Linked DNA regions of Sus scrofa: region 2 is linked to region 1. A link is a contact called in public HiChIP or PLAC-seq data. All regions are on one chromosome and are shown on one strand. Each heading gives the region's core, a stretch centred on a gene start, on an enhancer-like site or on the middle of the called end of the contact. The rest is flanking DNA. Distances are from core to core; before and after follow the strand shown. Region 1 holds the start of WASF2 (WAS protein family member 2). Region 2 holds the start of AHDC1 (AT-hook DNA-binding motif-containing protein 1).

Region 1 (6,328 bases), core at 794-3,293:
GAACATTGAACAAATTACAATTGACTTTTTCCATGAAAGCAGAGCCTCAGACGGGACAGTAACAGGGACAGTCTAAAGGTATTTCAACGGGAAGAGGAGTTTCAGAGTTCTTTCCTTCCTTCCTCCTTCAGTTGCTGCTTTTCTGGTTTTAGAATTTCAAACAAAGAAATACATATTGGCTCCACTGCTAAGAAACGCCCTCTTTCTCAGCAACTTCCTCTTCCAATTTTCTTCCCTACCACTGACATATGAGTACAATACACACTGCCGTCCTACCATTTTGATTAACCAAAAGCTCTGAGGCTTGGAAAAATTTCGGGCTGCAATTTATAGTACCCACTCTAGGTCCACAATTTTCATCATCTAGAAGTCAAATAACAGGAAGCACAAATAAAGGAGCATTTCACTTAATCAAGAGTCCGGCTACTGAAACTTTCACCCTGGCAATCAAAAGAAATTTGCACTAACAAATACGGAATTTCATCCATCCCAGGAAAACGTGGCCTTTTTGGGGAAAAGAAAAAGTTACTAGCCTGGCATCAACTCTGAATTGAGAATCAAGTCTATGCACCAATAGTTGGTGAACTTTCTTGTACAGGCCACACAGCAAGGATTCAAACTGAGTTTGCTGAGGTTCTGACACACTTCAATGTGACTTTTACAATTTAGAAATGGTCCTTTTCAACTCACAGGCTGAACAAAGGGTTACAATTTACTGTCTAGAGATCAAGACCCAGCCTGTCCCCATGCCAGAATTCAAGTAACTCAACTATACTTCAGTAAAATGAATTTTTTTTTCAAAAGTCAGTTCAAGTGTCTAGGACCCGACCTCTCCCCCAATGTGTGACAAAGCAAACTTCCTTTAAGTGGACAGTGAATTCTCCCTGGCTCAATGATTCTCAAAGGAAACACCTTCGTGTTGGTAAGCATTGCACTTTACTGTGTGACCTTGGGCAAGTTACTTAACTCCTCTGAAATTTAAGTTTCCTTATGTGCAAATTCTCAAGGGTAGCTGTAAAAATTAAATAAGAACATATGCCTAAACCAGGTATGACACATAGTAGGAGCACCATAAATGTTCCCCTTCCTCCTCCTAGTCCACCTGAACTCTTTTGGGCCTAAATTTCAATCAAAACCCCAAGAGGCTCCAAGGATTCCTTCCTCTTCTGTCTCTATGGAGACCTATATAAAACTTCCCCATCTCAAAGGCTCTAGGATCCTGGAGGACCAAGACAAGCACACTCCACCCCACTATAATCTGGGTTTACCCAGACCCTTCCTGGATGGGCCCCCGGAGCCAACTCTTCTCCTTACTCTGCAGACCATCCTGTAGACAGACAGACAGACACACACACACACACACACACACCTCCCTGCCACTCTGCAACTTAGGCCTAAAATCTCAAAAAGCACCTCAGTGCCTTCAGGGCCCTGAGATGGAAACTGAGGCTCCACCTGGGGAAGAACTTGCCCAATATCTCGGACAATGTCTGGGATCCAACTCTTGCACATCTGCCTGCAAAGGCTTCGCTTTACAAATGGGGGAAATGAGGCCCAGAGAGGGAAGTGACTTGCCCAAGGTCATACAACGAGTTGGTGGCAGAGCCAAGTCAGCTTGGGGCACTTCTCAGCTTCACAGGCCCCTCCAAGCCCACGAGGGGATCTCCGGGACACCTCCTCCTGGGGGAGGGAGGAGTGTACGGCAAGACACTACCCCGCGTTGCCGCTCCCCCGGCCTCTGCCGGTCCGCGACAGGAGGCGCGGCACCCACTCCCCCGAGACACAGAGCGGCTTGGGAGGGGCGGCCAGGTCGGCCCGGCGCCTCTGGGCCGGGCCCGCCCGCAGGGACTTGTTGCTCACCTTGTATCGTGCGGTCGCCCTCAGAGACGGAGGGGCTGGCCGGCCGCCTTTCTCTGCACGGGGTCTGCTCTCGCAGGCCGCCCCGCCGGCTGCCACACAGCCAGACCCCCCCCCTCAGCGCGCTACGCCCCCAGCCGCGATCACCCGGCACGCGTCCGCCATTACGCGATTCCCCGCCCTGGGATGCGGCCACACCCCGCCAACCGCCCTGATTGGTTCTCTGCCCCACCCGCCGGGGGCTTCCGGGTATTCCATTGGCCCGAGTGGAATGTCAGTTAAATAGCTACGCAAACGACGTACTCAATAGTACAGTCCCGGGAGCTCCACCCGAGCTACTTCCGCAATCGGAGTAAACAGCAAGGGGCAAACCAAATGAAGTGGGGGTGGATTTTAAACTTAAAAAAATTCCTAAATTCGAAGTAGGAGAGTCCCACCTAAGAAAATGTAAAACCTTGTAAAAGTGTATCAAATGGCTAATCCTCTTTGTTAGAGTTCAAAGAGCCAGAATCTCTGGTGGAAGGAAGGGGCCAGGCCCATGAACTTTCTGTAGCCACCCCTCAAGTTGCAGATATTTTTGACACTTTCCTCCGGGTCTCCCGCGGGGCAGAAAAAAGGGTGGGGAGAGTGAGTCATAGACTCCAGCCCGCTGCTAAGGGATTCATCCGGGGCGAGGCCCGGGGTCCTGTGACTGGGAGCTGGTTCTGAAAGGCCAGGGTCAGGTGAGTTGGACCCTGGTTCAGCCGCCACCTCACTCTGTTACCTCAGACAACTCTGAACTTATCTGGGTCTCAGTTTGTCCTTCCGCAAAATAGGAGTAGTCATGTCTGCCTCGTGTTCTAGAGTGCTTGTTAAGGATTCATGCATGAATGGGAATATGTGTGTCTTATCGATTATAAAAGGTTGCTGGCTGGATATCGAGATGACAAATTAACAGGTTAGCAAAGGAACCTCATTTAGGTATTCTGGAGCAACTGTGTAAGGCAGATACTGTCCTCGGTTTGCAGAAGTGAAAACGGAAAACTCCATGACTTACCCTGAGTCACCCAGAGGATATGAAACGACCTTGGGACTCAAACCTGTATCTTTTGGCTTCCATTCATGTATTTCTCCCTTCTGGGACTGGTGTCTCCTGAAAAAGACTTCCCTCCCCAACATCGTAGCATTCCAGGGAGGGTCTTGAAGATGCCTGGCCAGTCTCCCATCTCTCTGGCTACCATAGACTTAGGCACAGTCCACCCCCCAGCTATTGTTAATCACCAAGGTTCCTGGGAAAAGTGATCCTAGGGGTGCACATGAGCTGTTTCTGGGGTCCTCAGAAGCAGGAAGTGAGCCAGGGATGAAAGAGATGACAGATGGGTCAGCTAAGGCAGAATCCCAAACAAAGGGAGTTCCCTTTGTGGCTTAGTGATTAACGAACCTGACTAGGATCCATGAGGATGAAGGTTCAATCCTTAGCTTCACTTAGTGGGTTAAGGATCCGGTGTTGTCATGAGCTGTGGTGTAGGCCGCAGATGCAGCTTGGATCCCGTGTTGCTGTGGCTATGGCTGTGGCAGTGGCTGCAGCTCGGATTTGACCCATAGCCTGGGAACTTCCATATGCCACGGGTGCGGCCCTAAAAAGAAAAAAAAAGAAAAAAAAAAAAAAAAATCCCGAACAAGGACACAGAGCGCCAAGATGGGCATCTCCATGCCAGGACTTAAGTCCAGGTCTCTGCTCTCAGAACAGGGCTCTTTTCACTGTAAGATTGTTTTTCTCAGAAGGGCTGTGCTGCCTTGGCTATAATTCCTAGTCTTTCCCTCTCTAGAAAGGAAGGAAGCCAAAAAAGGAGTGGGAAGGGAAGTAGTCTAAGACTTTAGAAGGGCAAAAACCACCAAGTGGGTGGTGCCGACAAAGCCCCAGTGCCCGCTGAGTCAGTGACCTCCAGGCTCAAATTGGGACATGTGGTCTGACAACCAGTGACTATTTTATTTTGGCCACACCCATGGCATGTAGAAGTTCCTTGGCCAAGGGATTGAACCCACGCCACAGCAGCAACCCAAGCTGCTGCAATGACAATGCTGGGTCCCTAACCCAATGCGCCACAAGAGAACTCCCAACCAATGGCTATTTAAATCCTTACACTGGCCATCGGGTGTAGGAGACAGCAGGTGCTGTGCAGAGGTCAAAATCCGGGCAGACTGACCTAAGATTGAATCCATGCTCCACCACTTTCTCGCTTTAGGCCTCATCCGCCTTTTCTCTAAAGCAGGGATAACAAGAAGTTTGCTTGTGGTGCAGCAGGTTAAGAACCCGGTGTTGTCACTGCAGTGGCTTAGGTTGCTTCTGTGGTGCAGGTTCAGTCCCTGACCCGAGAACTGCCACGTGCCATGGAAGCAGCCAAAAAAAAATTAAAATAAAAAAATAAAATGGGGACAACAGAGCAGTTGTGAGGATTCAGTGAGTTAGTTGTGGAATTAATGAGTCATGTGTGTAAAGTGCTGATAGCTATTTATTCATTCATGGATTTATCCATTCAATAAAAAATTATTACACATCGACCATGGGTAAGGCAACCTGCCAGGGCTGCAGCTACGTTGGTGAGCAAACCAGACTCAGAGACCCTCATGGAGCTTACAGTTTGGTTGAGGAAGCAAGTTGTTAAATGATCAGACAAATGAAAATATAGTTAGAAACTGTAGGAATTCCTGTCATGGCGCAGTGGAAACAAATCCGACTAGGAACCATGAGGTTGCAGGTTCGATCCTGGCCTCGCTCAGTGGGTTAAAGGTCCAGCATTGCCGTGAGCTGTGGTGTAGGTCGCAGACACAGCTCGGATCTGGCGTTGCTGTGGCTCTGGCATAGGCCGGTGGCTACAGCTCCTATTAGACCTAGCGTGGGAACCTCCATATGCCGCGGGTGCGGCCCTAACAGGACAAAAAGACAAAAAAAGAAAAGAAAAGGAAAAACTGTGATAAGGAACCAGAAGGCAAAGTACAATGTGTATATGAAAGTGAATGTCAGGGAGTGGGGCGAGGTCAGTGAAGGCTTCCTGGTGGTGGTAGGAGAAGCGTGGCAGGCCAAGAGAAAGAGTGTGGAAGGCATCTAGGCCAACAGGGATAGTGGCATTGGGGAAGGAGGGTGGAGCTCAGGCCCAGGGTCCAAACAAATAAGGTGTTGCAGGGGCGGGAACCTGGCTTTGAAAGTGGGGCTGTTCTCCAAGGGTCTCTGTTTTTTTCTGACAGTCCCTGAAAGAACACAAGCTTTGAGGCCAACCTCCCTGGCTTTGAACCTTGGTTCTAGGATCTGGCCTTGAATTGTGTGACCTTGAGCAGTCACAAACCTCTCTGTGCCTCAGCTACTCTTCTGAGAAATGGGGATGGGGTAGAAGGGCACAAGGTGAGGCGAGGGGTGAGAATTCAATGTGGAAATGTATATAAAACATTCTGGCACACAGAAGTCATTCCTTCAATGATGCTTGATCTCCACAGCATGGAAGGAGGTGAGCCTGAGGAACAGATCAAGCAGATGCATTTGGGAAAGAGCTGATGCGAGTGTCTGTACACTGGGCAAGTTGTCCTCTGACTGTAATTGTCATAGAAGACTTTGGAGGAGTTCCCTTGTGGTGCAGTGGGTTAAGGATTTGGTATAGTCACTGCAATGGCTCAGATCACTGCTGTGGTGTGGGTTCGATCCCTGGGCCAGGAACTTCCACATGCTGAGGGTTCATGGCCAAAAAAAAAAAAAGACTTTGGAGCCAGGCAGGCCCAGGTTCATATCACAGCTATCCCCCTTCTTAGCATATGACCTTGGGCAGGTGACTTCACCTCTGAGCTTCAGTTTCCCTATATGTAAACTGGGGATCACAATTGCTTCTATTTCCCAGAGCCATGCAAATTAAATGAGATAATAAATGTGAAGCAGTTAGCACGGTGATTGGCACATGGTGGCAGTTGTTGACTGTTAACTTTAACAATTATTATTTTTATTGATATCGGCAGTTACTACCTGTACCAGAGAAGATTCTGGGGTTTTGCTTGAAGGTTGTCTGGCAACAGAAGCCTTCGTTTCTCCTTCTAGGCAATGGAGATAGAGGAGTTGCTTCAGAGGGGGTGATGCTGTGCATCTTAATAGTAATTAATAAGCACTAACACTGAGCATTTATTATGTGCCAGCCATGTGCTAAGTGCTTTATATGCACTAGCTCATAAATCCTCATAGCAGTCCTAGAAATTAGGTCCTGCTATTATCATCATGTTACAAATGAGATAAGGGAAGCACAGAGAGGTTAAGTGACTTGCCAAAGGCCAGCCAGTTAGGAAGCAGCATAGCTGGAATTTAAGCCCAACCTTGGAGCTTGAGAGGGCTTGCTGCTCTTGAGGGGCAAGCCCTCCCCCTGCTACCCTAAGAGCTATCACCTGGAACAAAGAAATAATTCACTGCCTGCAAATTCCAGGTTCTGAAGGCCAAGCCCCATTCTTCTCCCTCCAG
Region 2 (6,016 bases), core at 858-3,357, 77 kb after region 1:
CAACAGGAAGCGGGGAGAACTGGGGGTGGGGGTTGAGGGATAGGAGGAGAGGGAAGGGTGGGAGTTGACACAGGCCCAGGCCCAACCTCCTGGGCTGAGGAAGCATTTGAATTTGAATCTGGGTATCTGGGTTCCGCCCCCACCCACTCTAGCAGAGGTGGAGTGAGAGGTCAGCCTGGAGATGGGAGGGAGGGGAAAGGAGAATTCCACCAGCTTCTCAGCCCGCCTGGGCCATATCCCAGGGAGCTGGGCCAGGGGCTGCCCCAACTTCCCCAGCACAGAGTTCTCTCTGCCAGCCCTCGCTCCCACCTCCTCTCCTACCCCCACCCGACCAGCTGGAAGAGCGCTGTGAGGAGACCATGACCCCGCCCTGGGCCTCAGTTTCTCCATCTGTACTAAGAGCTAGCCTAGCAGGATGGACTTCAAAGGCCCTACCAGCTTTAGCAGTGTGGTGACCAGTCCTAGTTCTCAATTCCCCAGTACAAATGTATAAATCGCTCCCCCAGACTGGAGCTGGCAGAGAACAACATTAAATATATGTCTAATGAATAAAAGAACACCCAACGCAACCAGCGTCTTCCCATCCTTCCCAGCCCAACTGACAGGGTGCACCGCTCACCTTGGGAAGCCAAATTTCTCAGGGTTGTTGGAGGGGAAAGAGGTTCAAACACTTTGAAGGCTATGAATGGGGCCGTCTGACACACAGGCGCTCTTTATTTCCAGTCCTTACCATATGCAGACACTATGGTACTTGCTTTAAATGTCATACAACTTTAAATCCCGCAGCAAGGCTGTGGCCTACCTACTATTATCTAGTTTTTCAAATAAGCAAGGGGGCTAAGGAGTGGAGGGACTTGCTCAAGGTCACACAGCCAGTGAGGGGGCAGCGAAGGTACTGAACTATAACCAGCCCCACTGTTTCACATGGTGAGGGTTTGCCGGGTTGGGGCAGGACAAGAAGCGGAACAGGGACCATTGGCAAAGGGAGAGGGGATCCACCCCAGGAGGGGGAGGTGCCTGCTGAGTTGCCAAACGGTTCATCAGTTTGCAGAGCACCAAATGGTCCTGGAACTTGCAAAGCGGTGGGAAAGCATCCCTTCCCCTCCCCCACAAAGAGCAGGGTAGACCTCTTTCCCTCCCGCAAGCCACAGTGCCAAGAGTGAGCCCTAAGCGGTCGCTTACCTACTCCCCTGGATCTCAGGGCTCCTGTAAAAGGAAGCCCCTCCCTCCTGGGAGCCCTTTTCTGGACGTCGGAACCTGCAAGGTGCAGAGCCGCCCCCAAGGAAAGCTGCCGCCGCCACCGCCGTCGAGAAAACTGTCCAGGATTTTGCGGGCACATCCGACCCCCACCCGACGGCAGCTGCGGGGGATGGGGGCGGGGGTCGGAGGTTGTGGGGAGATAACTGCCTCACCTCCCTCCTAGATGCCCTTAGGCGCCTCTTGCTGGAGCAAGAGGCTCTGGTCCGCAGGCCCCGCGGTTCTCGGGCCTGAACGGTCCGCCTCTAAGTTTTCCCGCCGCCGCCTCTCGGGCTACCTGGCAGGCCTGCGCAGCCCCCTGATCCCAGCCACCCCCGCCCCCCTCCCAGATGAGGCCGCGGAGCTTCTGACTCCTGGAGGAGGTGACGGGCCGAGAGGGAAACCAGGCGGCTGGGGGAGGGGCGCTGCCTGCACCTGGCCCCTCTCCGCCGCCCCGGCCGGGAGGGGCGGGACTGGACCCCCGCCAGACCCGAAAAACGCGGCGGGGGAGGGGTGTGCCGTCCCCAGCGGGCGCAGTCTCGGGGAGGGTCGAGAGATCTCTCCCACCACCCCCACGGCGGGGGCGCCCCCTAGGGTCGGGCTGCAAGGCGCCCCTTCCCGAGCCGCGCGCTCAGCCCGCTCCCCCGGCCGGCCGCGCTCTCCAGCTGCAGGAAATTCCAGAAGCTCTCCATCATCCCGGCGCAGCGCGCAGCCCGGGCTGCCAAGGCTCCCCGAAGGAGAGCCACATGCCGGCCGGCCGCGCGGCCCGCCCTCGCCGCCCCCCCTTCCAACCCGGCCAGGCAGCCACGTCGGGCCGGGCGGGGGCCCGGCCGGCCGCCCCTTCCCGCGCCCCGGGCCCGGCGGAATGCGTGGCAGCCCCGGCCGGGGGCTATTTTGAGCGGGAGGGGAGCGGCCCAGCCTCGGTGTTTTTGGCTTTTTCCTGGCCCCCGGCCCGCCAGCCCGGGCCCTCGGCTGCCCGCGGAGTGGGGGGGGGTCACGTGGCGGGGAGAAGGGGAGGGCCGCCGCGATCCGGCTGGGGCTCAGGCCCGGGCGGCGCCCGGCGGCGGTCCGGACCTGCGCTCTCGGCTGAGGCTGAGGCCGAGCCCGAGCGGCGGGATTATTAATAGCGCGCCTGGCTCTGGCAGCGGCTCCAGGGCGCCCGCTACCTGCACACCCCTCCTCCCGCGAGCGTCGGCGGCCAGGGCACTCCCTCCCCAGCGGCGGACTCAGGCCTCACTGGATAGCGCCGCTGGGCACCGGTGGCCAATCACTGGCCTCGATTTCTTTACCTGTAAACTGGGGATGAGCTACCTGGCTTTACATGGTGGGTACCAAATAAAAGTTTTGCTTGCTGTGTGCCTCTCCTTGGCCAAAACGCCTTCCCTTTTTCTGGGGGGGGGGGGGCTCAGTTTTTCCTTTATAAAATGAGGAGGTGCAAGAGAACTCTTAACAGAGCAAGAATCCCTTATATCTGAATAAAGCGTTTTCACTTAAAACCCATTTGAACTTCAGGACTACCCAAAGGCAAGAGCCAACACTGGGCACTTGTCCTGCATGATTAGCACGCACTAACTCACTTGATTATAAAGTTCCCATAAAGTAGGTAATGTCCCTTTTTGGCTGATGAGGAAATAGGCCCAGGAAAGGTTAAGTGACTGGCCAAAAGTCACACAGCGGCAGAGGCCAGAGTCAGATAAACTGTGGCTCCAGAGTCAACAATGTAGTCAACTGAACTACACTGCCCTGAGACAAACGGGACAAACACTACCCCCTTTTTATAGAAGAGGAAACTGAGGCTCAAAGTGATTTTGCCCAAAGCTGTCCTTGGCCAGTTAGTGGCAGGGCTGAGCATCCAACATAGATCTTCCAGCTCTTAGTTCAAATGCCCCACTGCAGCCCTCTGAATCTGTTCACCTCCCGCCCTGGAGCAGCTAGTGGGGCCCCCAGGATGGTGCACAAAGCTGGGGATCACCCTCTGCTCCCAAAGGTCAGACCCAGACTCCTGGGCCCCCAGGGTTCACTAATTCATCAAATTCTAGACCTAGTTCAGCCTCAGAGAAATGGGGGTGAGGCCACCTAGGGTGAGGGGAGGGGAGATGGCATGCAGGGGTAACAGCCTGGGACAGGGCCTGGAGTTGCTTCCTGCCCCCCTCCACCCCCTAGCAAGGAAGCACAAAGGTTGGCAGCGCCCCCCCACTCCGCCCCGGAAACCTGGCAGTTTATTTCTGTCTCTGGGCCCCCTGTTTCCACAGGGGCAGTCCAGGAAGGCTGGCAGCAGCTGGCTTGGAGGGGTGGAGCTCCTGCTCCCTCAAGGGTCCAGCTGCTACCCTGCCCCACCCCCACCTGCCAGGCCAGACCAGACTCCAGAGTCAGAGGTGACATTGAGATGAGGGAGGGAGGAGCTGGAGGCCACTTGGTCAGGACTCCGAGGGAGGGACCTGATTACCAGAGATTAGATGCTCTCCCAGGATGAGCCAGTCTATACCCAGTTCAAGTCTGCTAAGAATACAACCTCTGGTGTGCCCACCTCTGTTTATTCCAGATCATTCTGGCTCACGTCTCCTCTGGACCCTGGTCCCAAAGAAAAGCCTGCTTCTGAACTGCCCAATGCTGGTAGACTATGCCACCCAGTATGGTAGAAACTAGCTTCTGGGCACTGGGAATGTGGTTGGTTGGAATTGGGATGTGCTGTAAGTATGAAATATATACCAGATTTTGAAATCTAAAAATGAAAAAAAATGTAAAATATCTCAATGATTTTTATAATGATTATATATGTTGAAATGATAATGTTTTGGCTATATGGAGTTACATAACATATATTAAACTTAATCACTTATTTCTTTTTACTTTGTTTAATGTAGCTACTAGAAAACTTAGATGACATAGGTGGCTCCTATTAGATGTCTATTGGATGGGTGCTGTTCTAGATCATATGGTGTTCTGGCTTTGGGCCAAGACTCTGCCTGCTCTAGATCAATATCTATGTGGCTTTAGCTCACCTACTTCCCCATACCCAGACCACAGCCTTATGGGTCTAAATCTCACCACCCCACACCACCCCTCCCAGCTCAGGCAGAGATTATAATTTAGTCTGCTTTAAACCACTGTCCAGTGCATTTCTTGATCACCAATTCCCAATATCTAGATCCCAGCAAATGTGCAGCTCCAGATCACCTTCCATGTTAACCAGCCTGACAACCCCAGTCTTGTTTGCTTAGATCACTGTCTAGTAATATTTAAGATCTAGAGGAGTTCCCGTCGTGGCTCAGTGGTTAATGAATCCGACTAGGAACCATGAGGTTGCAGGTTCTATCCCTGGCTCGCTTAGTGGGTTAGGGATCCGGCGTTGCCATGAGCTGTGGTGTAGGTTGCAGACGCGGCTTGGATCCTGTGTTGCTGTGGCTCTGGCGTAGGCCGGTGGCTACAGCTCCAATTGGACCCCTAGCCTGGGAAGCTCCATATGCCGTGGGAGGGGCCCAAGAAATGGCAAAAAGACAAAAAAAAAAAAAAGATCTAGACGTCTGTAGGAAGACTAAAGTTCTAGATCAGGGGTTGGCAAACTATGTCCTGAGGGCCAAATCTAGTCTGTTGTCTGTTTTCATAATTCAAGTTTGACTGGAACATAGCCATGCTCATTCATTTTACGCATTGTCTATGACTTTTTTCAAGGTACAGTGGTGGAGGTGAGGATTCATGACAGAGACCCAATGGTGTACAATGCCTAAAACTTTTACTATTGGACCACTTACAGAAAGTTTCCAACCGCTATTCTAGATGACAAACAAGTCCCACCCACCATAAATCCAGATTCCAGCCTGAGGCTATGGCCTGGTCTAATCCAGATCACCTCCTCCTGGATGGTACTGCCCATCAGGATCTAAACCAGAACCTAACAAGCACCCCATGCTCTTTGCCTTCCAGGTTTCACTCTGCTCTCAGGAGATGGGCCCCAGTACTCTTCTCTGGGATGGAAAGGGTGTCCCTACTTCCAAACTCCCCTGGAGAGATAAAGGCCCAGTGGCGCTTCTCAGTGGCCTTGGGAAGGGAGAAGGAGGGCAGATACCAGAGACAACACTGGAGGCTGAGTCGAAGAGTCAGGGGTAAGCTCTTCTTGCCAAGGGGGTAGAACACCATCAAGCCAAAAAGACAGAGTAGCCCCACCCCTTCCCAGCAGGCTCCAGAGCAGGTCGCTAAGATGGGGGTCATGGGGACAGACAACCACCCCCTGGAAGCCAGACAAAAGGCCTCCAGATGAAATGTTCACCTCCAAACACCTCCAAAAGCCTATCACCTCAGGACTGAGCTGGCACCGCTATCCCTCTTTCCCACGGGTTACCTCCAGCTCTGCTGCTCCTTGGCTTTCTTTGAAAACCTTCCTACATCTGCCCTCCTGCCTGCCACTTCTCCTTTCCCCATCCTAGAATCCCAGCCTTCACGTCAGCAGTCAAGATCTAAGCTCAGGAGCCGACAAACCCAGGTTCAATTCCGACTCTGACTTTGGGCAAGTCACTTCAACGCTCTAGGCTTCCTCAGTGTCCTCATCTGTTAACAGAATAATAACAGTACCTACCTCATAGGGTTGTTGAGCGACTTAACAAGATTATGATGTACAGCACTTTGCTCAGCACCTGGCTCATAATAAGCATGGGACGCTAGCTGCTAATTTGACTATTACTGATGATCTAGCGTGGGTCCATGGATGGACTTTGACAAGTCCATAAACCTCAGTTTTAACCAAAATGTGTTTCAGTATTTTTTTGAAGAGAAGACCCATCAT

What was found. HiChIP or PLAC-seq counts read pairs in DNA pulled down with a chosen protein or histone mark.
Region 2: an H3K27ac HiChIP or PLAC-seq map of skeletal muscle shows a contact between it and region 1. The contact joins the promoter of AHDC1 here to the promoter of WASF2 in region 1. A contact is called at or near these places in 1 of 47 Hi-C or Micro-C datasets (embryonic fibroblasts) and 2 of 2 datasets of contacts at active chromatin or transcription factors (alveolar macrophages and skeletal muscle).

The regions. Positions count from the first base shown.
Region 1 is chr6:84,695,385-84,701,712 of Sscrofa11.1, forward strand. It overlaps WASF2 (WAS protein family member 2), which reads right to left and starts at 2,044. Exons shown (of 9, transcript NM_001258444.1): 1 at 1,861-2,044. It overlaps LOC102165025 (a long non-coding RNA gene), which reads left to right and starts at 2,426. Exons shown (of 2, transcript XR_298616.3): 1 at 2,426-2,579.
Region 2 is chr6:84,772,447-84,778,462 of Sscrofa11.1, forward strand. It overlaps AHDC1 (AT-hook DNA-binding motif-containing protein 1), which reads right to left and starts at 2,108. Exons shown (of 7, transcript XM_021095642.1): 1 at 1,183-2,108. LOC110261122 (ankyrin repeat domain-containing protein 34A-like) reads right to left here. Exons shown (of 4, transcript XM_021095643.1): 4 at 4,686-6,016.